2 separate regions of the Mus musculus genome follow, and region 2 is linked to region 1. A link is a contact called in public HiChIP or PLAC-seq data. All regions are on one chromosome and are shown on one strand. The core of a region is the stretch at or near the end of the contact, and the rest is flanking DNA. Distances in the headings are between cores, read along the strand shown.

Evidence for each region. HiChIP or PLAC-seq counts read pairs in DNA pulled down with a chosen protein or histone mark.
Region 2: a contact with region 1 is called in an H3K27ac HiChIP or PLAC-seq map of regulatory T cells, with 5 times the contacts expected there. The contact joins two enhancer-like sites. A contact is called at or near these places in 5 of 39 promoter capture datasets (3T3-L1-derived adipocytes, cranial neural crest, erythroid cells and 2 more), 5 of 15 datasets of contacts at CTCF or cohesin (CD8 T cells, embryonic stem cells, large pre-B cells and 1 more), 4 of 484 Hi-C or Micro-C datasets (bone marrow-derived macrophages and embryonic stem cells), 8 of 115 datasets of contacts at active chromatin or transcription factors (CD8 T cells, the HPC-7 cell line, bone marrow-derived macrophages and 4 more) and 3 of 9 other capture datasets (adipose tissue, macrophages and pancreatic islet).

What each region holds. Positions count from the first base shown.
Region 1 is chr1:171,823,903-171,830,697 of GRCm38.p6, forward strand. No RefSeq gene overlaps it. Among named protein-coding and RNA genes, the nearest start is that of Cd84, 12 kb to the right of the region's middle. Within about 2 kb of position 3,974, at least 23 of the 459 cell types and tissues checked have an H3K27ac peak or open chromatin away from gene starts, as enhancers often do. A contact at or near this core is called in CD8 T cells and regulatory T cells, where this site is marked.
Region 2 is chr1:171,962,097-171,968,028 of GRCm38.p6, forward strand. No RefSeq gene overlaps it. Among named protein-coding and RNA genes, the nearest start is that of Gm37065, 46 kb to the left of the region's middle. Within about 2 kb of position 4,490, at least 28 of the 459 cell types and tissues checked have an H3K27ac peak or open chromatin away from gene starts, as enhancers often do. A contact at or near this core is called in CD8 T cells and regulatory T cells, where this site is marked.

The sequences.
Region 1 (6,795 bases), core at 2,724-5,223:
TTTTGGTGCATTTTCAGAAGGGTTTTAATCCATCATGGAAGGAAAGAAATGTAAAATAACTCAGATCATGGTAGCAGGAGTAGGTTGTGTGGACTGGTCACATAACATTGAACCAGGCGCCAAGAGCAAGGCAGGAGCTATGGGCAGGATATAGTCTTCAAAGGCTCCCTCCTAGTGACCATTTCAGCCAGGCTGGCCTCACTTCCTGAAGTTCAGCAGCCTCCAAATACCATTACCATCTGAGAAACAAATATTAGCATAAACCTGTATGGGATGACCAGGTGTGAACCATTACAGTCCCTGACCATCTCATAATATGTGTCCTTTGGTTCATTTTGTATACATTTACTTATTTGTGTTTGCAAGTATGTGCATATCTAAAATTATTTTAAAGTTATATAAATAGATATGTCACTCTATTTCGCAGGTCTTTAGTCCATTATTCAATATGATACTCTTTAGACCTTTTCAAGTTGTATAACTGGCTCTAGTTGCACCTTTTTTTTAAAAAAAAGAGTGTTATATTCTATGGGTATGTCATATGTTGTGGATACTCAGGTTTCTCTAACTCCTGGTTGTTGTGAAAAACTATTGTGAACAATTCCACATTCAAATTTTCATGCCTTTGTATCTATAGATGTGTTCTGACCAAGATGGAATTATTGTATAGAAAATTATGGAAATATTCAATTCCTGAGCGTATGTAGTACTTTTGCAAAATGTGTGTTCCCATTTTCAGTACATTAAATTTCTGCTTTAACCCACCTCCTCAACAGCACTTGGCACTACAGTGTCTGGGGTTGGCGTGTTGGGGTGGTGGTGTTAATTTTAGCTGATCAAATATGTGACACAGAAGAACACTTGTTTTCATTTATGAGTCTCTGATACCTGGTGGTGTGGAGGGAGATGGCGATCCTCTCAATACTTATCTGCATTCTGGCTTACACAGCTATGGTTTACTTACACATACTTTTGACTGATTCTCCTATCAGATGAGCCTTTCTGTTCTTGAACAGACACAGGGTTTCACTCTTTTCTGATAATCTTAGGCAGGGCAACACCCCTTTTAATGTCCTCTCTTTCATTAAGCATAAGCCAAGTTTGATTTAGACAACAATTTTTACATAATTACTTATGCGTTTGCATCTGTTTTAAATTTTAGTTCACTATTGAGATTGTTAAGGTGTTCCTTTACATCATCACCTGATTCTTATCTTTCTCACTGAGGAAGAGTGCCGTGAGCTGATTCCAGGGTCTCATGCATTCGAGGCATCCACTCTACTGCTCACCTGCTCCAAGCCCTTGCTTTACCTCTTACTCCTCTTGATTATGATATAGCATTTTAAACGTTTTCTTGGCATATATTAACTTTACATACTGATGGGTTTCATTATAGTTTATTTTGATCACGTCTACTGCTAGTTACTCTTTCATGTCTCACTTTCTCTTCCCAACTGAACCCCACTTCTACTTTCCAACCTTTTTGTGTGTGTGTCCCTAAGAGTTTAACTAAGATGTGCAGGAACACGGATTGGAAACACCACTCAAGAAACGCTCTCTCCCTCTACCCTCAGCTATTATGGGCATCTAAGGCTTCAGGGAGAGTTGGAGCCTTCGGAGCCCTTCCTGCTTCTGGGATAGCACACTGACAGGCACTGAAGTGGAAAATGGGATGCAAGTAAGCAAGAAGAGCATCAGCATCTCCTTCCCCACCACCAGGGGTCAGAGGTACGAAACTGAAAACAAGGGTTCTGTATCACGGACTCGGTCACCTAAAAATAAGACACAACTCATGCAGAGAATCAAAGTTGCTGTGAGTTCAAATATGCAGCAGCCCTGCCTTTCTCCTCCCCTTGCTCCTTCCCATTCTCATGGTCTTCCTACCCCTTCTTCTGTGATGTTTCTGAGCCTTGGAGGGATTCAAATGCTTTGATTGTGGCCAGACCAGGCTGTCAACAGTCACTCTGATCAGTCATTTTTTTGTATCTATATTACTGTATATATACCATATGTGTACACATTTGTGTATATATACCATATGTATATACATTTGTGTATATATACTATATATACATTTGTGAATATATAACATACACACGTATGTGTGTATATATATATACATGTATATATATATATATACATATATATATACACACACACAGTATTTTTTAATTGAATGCACTGTAATAGAGGAAGCCAAGGCTTCCAGTTGTATCTGTTTTATGCGACAACCTGCTTCCTTTTTCTGTCAGGCAGATGTGGTAAGGCACTGATCACTTCAGTGTAGTTAGGAATTCAACTTTGTCAGGTTGAGTTTCAATTTAAGTAAAAGTTAATAAACCTTTTTTTTAACCCATTTCTTTGGGTGTGGCCCTCCTGAGCCTTTGATCAACCTACTAGCAAATATCTCTTTTTTCAGATCTGAGAGGTAATGGCAGAGCTAGCTCTTCCTTTTCAGTTCCCAATCTCACCACTTGGGTGTGGTATTTCACACAGTCTGGCAAATTAGTTAAGGGAGAGCTAACCATGGAAGGCTTTCCCAGAAGTAGAAATGAGCAATGATTTCACAATATGGCACTATTGTTTGGAATTAAGTTCCCAATCCTAGCCCCTGACAGGCCAAACTAGGGTTTAAAAATGGAGTCACTTGTACCAAGCTCTGTAACTGACTAACTTATTACCTGGTTTCAGAAATCAGAAGAGAGAGAAATAACAGCTACATTTTCCAAATGGATCACTTTAGGTTGTTTTGTGTGGTAATTCTTGTTCTGGACTGTCGGGTTTGGTGTTGCTAGAGATCAAACTCTCACATGCCAGGCAGTCCCCACCACTGAGTTATGGCCCCCAGCCCTGACAAGCTAGGGTCAGTTGGCATGGTAATAAAGTTATTATGTAGGAAAACAGAAAAATGAATAATGTAAAGCAACCCAGTACTCACCAGTTATCTTGCTGTTGCTCTGCCTCCTGGCCCTAGCTTTTAGGGAAAGCAACTTTAGAACCAAGGCTGAGGCACAAATCTACTCCTTGTTCCTCGAGTCTGCCTCCCTCAGGGATGCTCTGTCCAGAAAGCCAGCTACTTATGCTCAGCTCGTTGGAACACTTACTCTGGTTTCTGGAATAAAAGTTTTCCTGGATCCAGGACCACGAATAAAGCTAAATAAAGCCTTTAAAACTAAATTTGTAACTTGTGTCTTCCCATTTCTCACGCTGGCTCCCTTGCCTCCCACCTGTTCCTGTCCTGTTGAGAAAAAACTCTGTGCTGTGCTCCATGTCTTATGTCCAGCTTTCTCTGCACACTCTACAGCTTCAGTTATTCTTTTTACCCTCTCTTCCCTGCCGCCCCTCCCCCCAGTTCAATGTTCACCCTATGCATAGACTCAGTCTTTTCTCTCCAGGCCCAATACAGTGGGGCAATGGCTGCTGGTTGTTGGCGCGTGGAGTTATAGGTCATGGTGTACTGTTATATCCATAGCTCTGGAGGCTTTAAAACCAGCTTCAAATTATCTCTCTCTCTTTTTGTTTCATTCATGTGAAGACAGGAAACACTGAGGCCTATCAAGTGTTGTCATCTCTCTCAGATTTTAAAACTTAAGCTATTCTGTATCTTTTGATATCTGTAAAGAATTTACAAGTCAAAATCTTGTATTCCATAAGAATTAAATTAATAAAGTTTGAGATTTTGTGACATATATGTTTGCCAAAGTTACCCAAGGAATGACATTGAAGCACAATTTATTTGATAAATATTTTATCATAGAAATAGCTTTATAAGAAATGTATTTTGAGTGTAGTATTAATATAGAATCAGAAATTTTGGTCTGCATGTTTTATATAGCTATATAGAGTTCAGAAAGTTATGATGTGAATACTTATGCTTCCTTAAAATTGCTGTTGAACTCCTGACCTCCAAGATGATGGTATTGTGTAAGGCCTTAGAAGGCAGTTAAGTCACTAGAGGGAGGCAAATTACCATTCTTCATGGAGACTTGTGACCCTGGAGAGGCTAGAGAGATGACTAAGTGGTTAACTGGCTGGTACTTTTTCAGATGACTCAAGTTCCAATCCAGGAAACAACCATCTGTATTTCTGCTTTCATTGAATCTGACACCATTTTTTAATCTCCACTGACACCAGACAAAAATGCATAGACACACACTCAGACAAAACACACATATACAAAATAAAATAAAATGAATGTGGGGTGTGTGTGTGTGTGTGTGTGTGTGTGTGTGTGTGTGTGTGTGTTCAGGAGAGTTGCCTTTTTCTTTTGACATAATTCTTCCACAATGACAGAACCTTTTACTCTTCTGACATGATTCTTCCACAGTAATAGGAAACTTTTACAAGGAAGGAGATTCTGACCAGATCCTGAATAAGCCAGAAACTTGTTCTTCAGTTTTCTGGCCTTGAAAACTATGATGAGTATATTTATATATTTACTATTTAGAAGTCATTCAGTTTATGATAAATCATTATAACAAAATACTTTAGAAGAAACCAGAATAAGACACAAAGCACCTCCCATTTTGTAGACCTTAGAGTCTTTAGCATCTTAGTCCTTACAGAGAGATTACTGTCTCAGAGAAAAATACCAAGAAGAGTCCTTTATTGTTCCAGTGATTTTTAAACACCATAAAGTGAGAACTTGAAAACGTTTCTAGGAAATTAGTTTACAAGAAAACAAACTAAAATAAGATAAAATTATATATTATTTATAATAATTTGCATTGAATGTGTACTAGAGATGACAGAAGTAGAACACTAGTGAAATTCTGTGACCATGTACCAGAAATAATTGTTTTTGGTGTACAGATAGATGTCTACATATACCATAATATATGAAGAATAATAAATATAATTTTGCCTTTTTTTTATCTCAGTAAAAGCAGAAATTGACCTTGGGAGAGAGCTCAGTAAGATGTATGTCCTGAAAACATGAGGACCTGGGTTTGGATGTCCAAAGAGTCCATCCTGGGATCCTTGGAACCTCAGGAAGAGTCAGACAGAGGAGAGGGTACATTGGGGTAAGTGATAAGAAGGAAATTAATCATGTGCATGATGCCCAGTATATGACTGTCCACCAGAGAACTGAGAATGGTGGTTCCCAGAGACCGCGGGACTACCATGGCACTTCAGTAGCCTTGACGAGCCCAATTTGGAACATGGATGTTTATGAGCTAGGAGAGGGTTTGGTGGATCTAAAGGACTTAGACTGCCATGTAAGTTAGGTTTATGAAGTGCTAATCTAGAGTGAATAGAGAACAAAGAAAAGGGTCTTTTCATGTCACCTGAAGACAATTCTGCAAGATTTGTGTTGTGGGTGGTAGAGAGATAATGAGTGTGGCCATGGCTAAGTTATGACCAAAAGCCTATCAGAACCATCAGGCACAGCTGTGGCAGGGGAACCCAACTGCTCTGCCTTGGATGTGACCTAGGCCCCACCAAGTCCCTGAGGATGGGGAAATGCATGAGAGCCCCATAGAGTGCTGCAGAATAAGGAAACCCAAGGGAGGATGGGACCCATCTCCATTCTGTCCTGGAGCTTGCTAACATTTTACCTTGGTCGCTAACCCTTGATATCAACTGGTGATGCAAATGAACTGCTGCAGTTTGTGAGAACCTGTTTACCCTTTGTTAAAAGTTATTATTACATGAGTTTGTTTTGTTTGTTTGTTTTTAATTTTGTTTTGTTTCTAATGCTAACCACTGAGTAGCTGACAAAATAAATAAGAGAAATCCCCCCTCAAAGGCAGCAAAACAACAGTTTGTTTCAATCTGTTTATTCTAAAGGTATCCTACATGGGTTGGTGTTGGGAGCCGCCCTCACATTTGCCATTATAAGATGGTGCTGACAGCTGTGTTCTAAGTGGTAAACATAATCTGCACACGTGCAGGGGCAGTTTTCCCGCCATGTGTTCTGCCTTTCTCGTGATGACAACTGAGCCGATGGGCTGCAGCCAATCAGGGAGTAATGCGTCCTAGGCGGAGGATAATTCTCCTTAAAAGGGACGGGGTTTTGCCATTCTTTTTCTCTCTCTCTTGCTTTCTTGTTCTTTTTCTCTCTCTTGTTCTTGCTTTCTCTCTCTCTTGTTCTTGCTTTTTCTCTCTCTTGTTCTTGCTTTTTCTCTCTCTTGTTCTTGCTTTTTCTCTCTCTTGTTCTTGCTTTTTCTCTCTCTTGTTCTTGCTTTTTCTCTCTCTCTTGTTCTTGCTTTTTCTCTCTCTCTCTTGCTTTCTTGTTCTTTTTCTTTCTCTCTCTTGCTCTGGCTCTTGCTTCTTGCTCCTAAAGATGTAAGCAATAAAGCTTTTGCCGCAGAAGATTCTGGTTTGCTGCGTCTTTCCTGGCCGGTCGCGAGAACGCGGGTAAGAGTTGGTGCCGAAATCCGGGAAGAAAGAACCCGGGACGAAAAAACCCGGGACAAGAAGACCCGGGACGGGACGAGAAAACCCGGGACGGGACGAGAAGACCTGGGACGAGAAGACCTGGGACGAGAAGACCTGGGACGAGAAGACCTGGGATGAGAAGACCCGGGACGAGAAGACCTGGGACGGTTACCATCACCGGCGCAAGGAAGATCCCTCATTCCGGAACCAGAACTGCGGGTCATGGTAATGAAGTGTTCCCGTAAAACAGACTGTTGAGAAGGATTCAACTGCGTGAATTCAGAACTCTTCAGCTGGGGAATGGTGGTAATAAAGTGTTCCCGTAAAACAGACTGTTGAGAAGGATTCAACTGCGTGAATTCAGAACTCTTCAGCTGGGGAACAGGGTACCTGTAAGTATAGCTTTACAAGGTA
Region 2 (5,932 bases), core at 3,240-5,739, 140 kb after region 1:
TGAAGACTAAGCCCCCCAGCTCGGGTAAGAGGCAACCAACTAGTTTTATTTCATGTATTTATATGGCACTGGAATAGAAAATATTGTTGAAATATTTAAGAAGTGAAAATTTTATATTTGACTTACATATAAAATAGTTATGTTAAAATCGTTTTAAATATGCTGGGTATGGTGGTACACATCTATAATCCCAGCACTTAGAAGGCTGACAAGAGAGGATCATAAGTTCAAAGCCAATCTAGGGTACATAGGAAGGCTCTATGTAAAAGAGAGAGACAGAGGGAGGGAGGGGGGAAAGGAGGGAGGGGCAGACAGAGAGACAGAGACAGAGAGTAGCTCTAATGGTTAAAGAAGTCCCAACTAATGCCAGGCATCCATCTTGGTCCCCACTAGCCATTTGTCTCTGACTCCAGTTCCTGGAGTTCCCAGTACTAAGTTCCCAGTAGTCCTAACTCGGTGACCCCCACCCAAAAATGACAGTGGTGACCATCTGTTTTGTTAGGATATGACTAATTGGTTTTTGTTTTGTTCTTGGTTTTTTGGTTTTTGTTTTTTTGGAGTTTTGTTTTGTTTTGTTTTGTTTTGTTTCTGTGACCTGCTTATGCAGACATTCAAAGACTATTTTGAAGCTGCTCTGACTACCTAATCTTGGCAGTGTAGAGCAGCTCTTGGCTTGCTTGTGCAGACACTCAAGATCCATTTGCTTTTTTTGTCTTTAAGAATCTTTCCTATGCTCCCCTTCATGCTGTAATCTCAAGTGTGGCTCAGAGGTTGTTGTCCTGCTGGCAGCTTTAACAAATTTAACTAATTATAATTCAAATTGAGTCTGTGGTCTTTCCTAGGGGGTCTCAGACTCCACAGCACAGCAAGATGGCACAATAGATTAAGGTGCTCGCTACCATATAATAACCTGGGCTCAATTCCCAGAACCTACACAGTAGGAAAGACTCCTGCAAGTTGTCCTCTGACCTACACACACATACACACACACACATACACACACACACACACACACACACACACAAGTAATAAAATTTTTAAATAAAAATAAAACAAAAAGCAACACTTTACAAATGTATATCCATCAATGAACATGTGGTCACTGAAATTAGAAAGTCGGTGTATACTCAGCCCTAATAAAAGGGATTTTGTTCACATGCCACAGTACAGATGATATTTTGAGTCGAGTGGGCTATCACAGGCACAAAAATACAAATAGCTAGCTGTGTTCATGTACACCTGCGATTGCCTCACTTACACTGAGGCAAAAGGGTTGTGAATTTAAAGTCATGTGAATCATGAAACTGGGCTCCATGACTTCCATGCCATCTGAGGCTACATACTGGTACATTGTTTTAATGTGTGTGTGTGTGTGTGTATACATACATATATGTGTGTGTGTGTGTGTGTGTGTGTGTGTGTGTGTACATACATATATGTGTGTGTATGTGTGTGGAGAGAGAGAGAAAGAGAGAGAGAGAGAGAGAGAGAGAGAGAGAGAGATCATGTTTAAATTAGATGTCTATAGGACTCAAAACCCAAAAAGTAAGATTAGGCAGTCACCAAGGTTTGGGAGTGGAACAAGAGAAGAAAACACAAAGGCAGAGCAACCAACGAACTGTCAGCGTGACTTTAAAGCCTGCATGAGAAGAGGAAAGCTTTTGAAGATTAATATATGGCATCTCGCTTGAGAGCTGTGATTAAAACAACGGAGGCTCAGAATTATGAACAGGAAGCAGACTTCAGAGAAACGGTGTTTTGGTTGTAAATAAATTGAGACTGAGGTGAGAACAGAGCATGAAACGGAAACTATAGCTAGAGATGTAACACAGAGACATTTTTAGTTTATACCAAATATAATCACATATACAAACATGGGAAATTAGGAGAGTGGTTACAGGGATGTTTTAGGACTCAAATAGAAAAGTGCTTTTAGACAGTGCCCTTAAGGAACAACATGACTGATTCATCCATTGTTACTCAGAACCTCTTCAAGCAATTTCTTTCTGTAGTAAACATTTCATAAAAACCTTCAATGGACCACCATTTCACCATGTCCTGGTGAATCATGTTTGTCACCAAGGCTATTAATTACACTACTTTATCGGGTTTCTCTAGAAGATCCTCCCCTATCAAGAGAATACTAATTACTTACTTTATAAGAACCTCTCATAACCCAGTGCCTTCTAACCAGCCATTTTATTTTTGCTATGTTCTAAGAACACTATTACCACTGATTCTCTGTGAACAGGAAGCCGAGAGAGTCCAAGAACCTCTCCTACAGAGCTTCCAGATAATGGTAGCCTTTTCAGTAGCTAAACTCTTCTTACCATTTCTCGAAGTCTGAAGATGTCTATGCAATAACTGTCTTGCCATAGCTTTTGGGTCATACTTTCCATACGCACCCCATGCCATCCTTACAGTCCAGAAGGGAATCAGAATGGGAAGGTGGCAAGTGTATATATATATATATATACACTTCCAAATTAGCATAAGGTTTCATTTATCTAATAATGACAGGACAGGTAAGGTGGCTCAAAAGATAAAGCCACCTTCCATCAAGCTAGATGGCCTGAGTTCCATCCCTAGAACCCATGTGGTGGAAGGAGAGGACCAACCCCTAGTACCCAAGGACAATAATGACCCAGATCTCTCTTGTGTTACACTTGTCTGGATAAGCCACATTGATAAAAATATTTCTTAAATATATCAACCAAATGCTTCCATGTCCTTTTCCTTTTAAGGTCATCCATTTCATGTAACATCTAAATAAAATATCCTCAGGCCTTGAGTACTCCACTGAGACTCTGCATTTCTGAAGCTTTGCAGAGGAGACAGAGCTTACGTTCACCTTGTGTGCTCTCCATGTTTCAGTGCCTACAGACTTTCCCATCCCTGTGGTCATCTCACCTCCTCCGGGTGTTCTCACCATGCTGCTCCATCTCAAACATGGGCTCTGTCCCCCCCCCCCAGGACCACCAATACAAGTCTGCGAGTCTGTCTCACTTTCTCTTGAAGACTTCAGGACAAGGCAGGACTCTAAGGCACCATACAGAATAGGATGCACCAGGGTGTGGAGAATGCTTGTCGACAAGCATGAGGACGTGAGCTCACAGCCCCGGCATCCAGGCATGATAGAACACACCTGCATCTGTGACTCTAGTGCTGTGATCGGAGGAGTGACAAATACCCAGTGCTTGCTGGCTAGTCTGTCTAGTCAATTAATGAGCCCCAGACCCAGGGAGAAACCCCATCTCAAAAATAAACAAAAACATAAAACAAAAAAGAGAGAGATAACTGAGAAAGGAAGACCCTCACCATCAATGTATGGGCCTTCATACACATATAAAAATTAATATATTTTCAAAATAATAGAAAACATTAATATTACATGCTTTGAGTCACTATATTCAGAGTTCCTTAGTCATTCCTACACAGGGTTATTCTTACCAAGTATCACCCTCCCAGGCCCCTAAAATCATTCTTCCTTGAAGCCTACTGTTGGTCTTGAAGTTCTTTATATCTGCTTGCCTTACAATGAAATACTATATCTGGTGGACATGGTACAAACGCTTCCACAGAAATTGGCCACTGCTATGAACCAAAGTCTTTATCCTTTTTTTCTCTTTTAAACTAGCACCTTACCCACCTTGGAAAACTAAAACATACTCATTACTCTGTAATTCACAAGGATTTTCAACGCTTTACTAAACAACTGTTTCCATTTCAGAACAAAAGCAGCCGCACTGAGACTTTCCTAAGACCAAGAGCCTTTTTGTTCTCAGAGTTCAGCAAGTAGGATCAGTTTCTAAATGACCTGCGAACAAATCATCGGCTCGCCCACAGTTTTCATCAATAACAATAAGTACCAAACATAGCACCCAGAAGGAAGATGGCTCACGAGGAGTCAAAATGAAACGGAAGTCAGGAAGTGGATGGTGTCCTTGGAAAAGGTGAGGATGCTCCATCACAGAGGGACTTATGAAAGGGAAGCTAATGGAAACAATCTTCTAGGTGAGGGGGTTAAGGAAAGTGAGTGAGCCATCCCTTTCCCTCCTTTGTGACAGCTTCCTTCCTGTGTGCCCTTGGTTGTTCCTGAAGCAATTATCACACCTACCTCTCACCCTCACCTCCGTCCGTCCCCTCATGATTTTCACAGCTCAAGTGTTGAGTGAATCTGTCCAGGCCTCCTAAAACCTTTGATGTTGAAAACTGTTAGGAAGCCAGAAATGACTTCTGAATTTGCAAACTTTCCAGTCACTGTCTAGATTAAACAGGTAGATACAAGCTCCAGACCCACCCCAGCTCATGTGTGCATGCTCTCCTCCCCACCGCAACTCTCTCCCCATTCCTTTCTCTGATTCCTTCTTTCCATCTCTCCTACCCTCTTCTTGGCCTTCTTTCTTTTACCCCTCTTTCTTACTTGTGTGTTGTTTTGTAGATTTAAAGGCGCTAAGACAAGGATGAGGGACGCTATCTCAAAAACAGGAAGCAAAGGGTTTTTCCGTTTGTTTTGCTTTGAGACAGGGTCTCTTTCTAAGTCCTGGCCTTCCTAGAACTACCTCTGCCTCTGCCTCTCAAATGCTGAGATTAAAGGTGTTTGTCAACACCTCTGGCAGGAATTAGAGCTTTGAACAAAAGATGTTGAGGCTTCTAATTGGACTCCAAGTTGGTTTACTAGAAGCATGAGAAATAAAGATTTTTTTTTTCCAAAGAGAAAAACCAGAAGTCTTTTGAAAGGGTAACTGTGGAGAAATGGAGCAACCAGCTCAGTGGTGAAGAACGCTGGCTCCTCTTCCAGGGGACCTGGGTTCAATTCCCAGCGTCCACATGTTGGCTCATAAGCACCTCTAGTTCCAGTTCTAGCGGATCCAATGTCTTCTTCTGACTTTCAAGGGCACCAGGCACACATGGTACACAGACATACATTCAGACAAAACACTTAGACCTTAAAATAAAAAGAAAGGGAGGAAGGAAGGGAGGGAGGGAGGGAATGATGGAGGGAAGGAGGGGAGAGAGAGGGAATGGGAGGGAGGGAGAGTAACCATAGAGATGAAACTTCTTAGCCTTGTTTCTCCTTATCCAGGTGATATCAGCACATTTGCCTCTGGCAATGGCAGCTGGCCTTTGTGTGGCTACCCTGTCTAACGTGGTCAAGTAATCAGAAGAGGGCAGAGTCAGTTGTGTGATGGTTCTAAGAGTAAATGCTGGCCTTCCCCACTGACCAGCCTTGGGTAAGGCACTTGGCCTATCCCAGCAATCCTGATCAGCATAGCTCTACTGTTAGGACACTTAGTGGCTAGTGTCATCCTAATTGGCCCATTACTATGCTCTATGAGCTGCATAAATGATTAACTCTGAATAAATTAAGTATTATATGTAAATAACCTATCACAGAGCTTACCTGACACATAATGCAAGATGCTCAATAAAGGTTAGTTCTTCTTCTAATGTTTTTTTTTCCTACCCACCCATTCACGAACCTCCTCACCAATGCAATTCTCTGTAGAGTGGATTTTTTTTTTAAGTATTGGTCTAATGTTCCACAGCTTACAAAATGGAAAACTTAAACACAGTGGTGAATGGGTAAGACATAACACTGAGTCGGGAGCTCCAGTATAAGATTGTTCATGCCAATGCAGGATATGAATCCAAAACCCCAGATCCAGGACTCCATAAGAATTTATCTATGGTTATCAAGAGAAAAAGAGATCAAACTTTGAAATCAGGGGGACCTGGATTCAGGCTCTGTTCCTGCCAGTTACTATCCATGTGCTCTCCCTCTCCCTCTCCTCCCTCTCCCTCGCCTCCCTCTCTCTCCCTCTCCCTCTCCTCCCTCTCCCTCTCCCTCTCCCTCTCCCTCTCCCTCTCCCTCTCCCTCTCCCTCTCTCTCTCCCTCTCAGAGATTTATTTATTTATTTTATGTATGTGA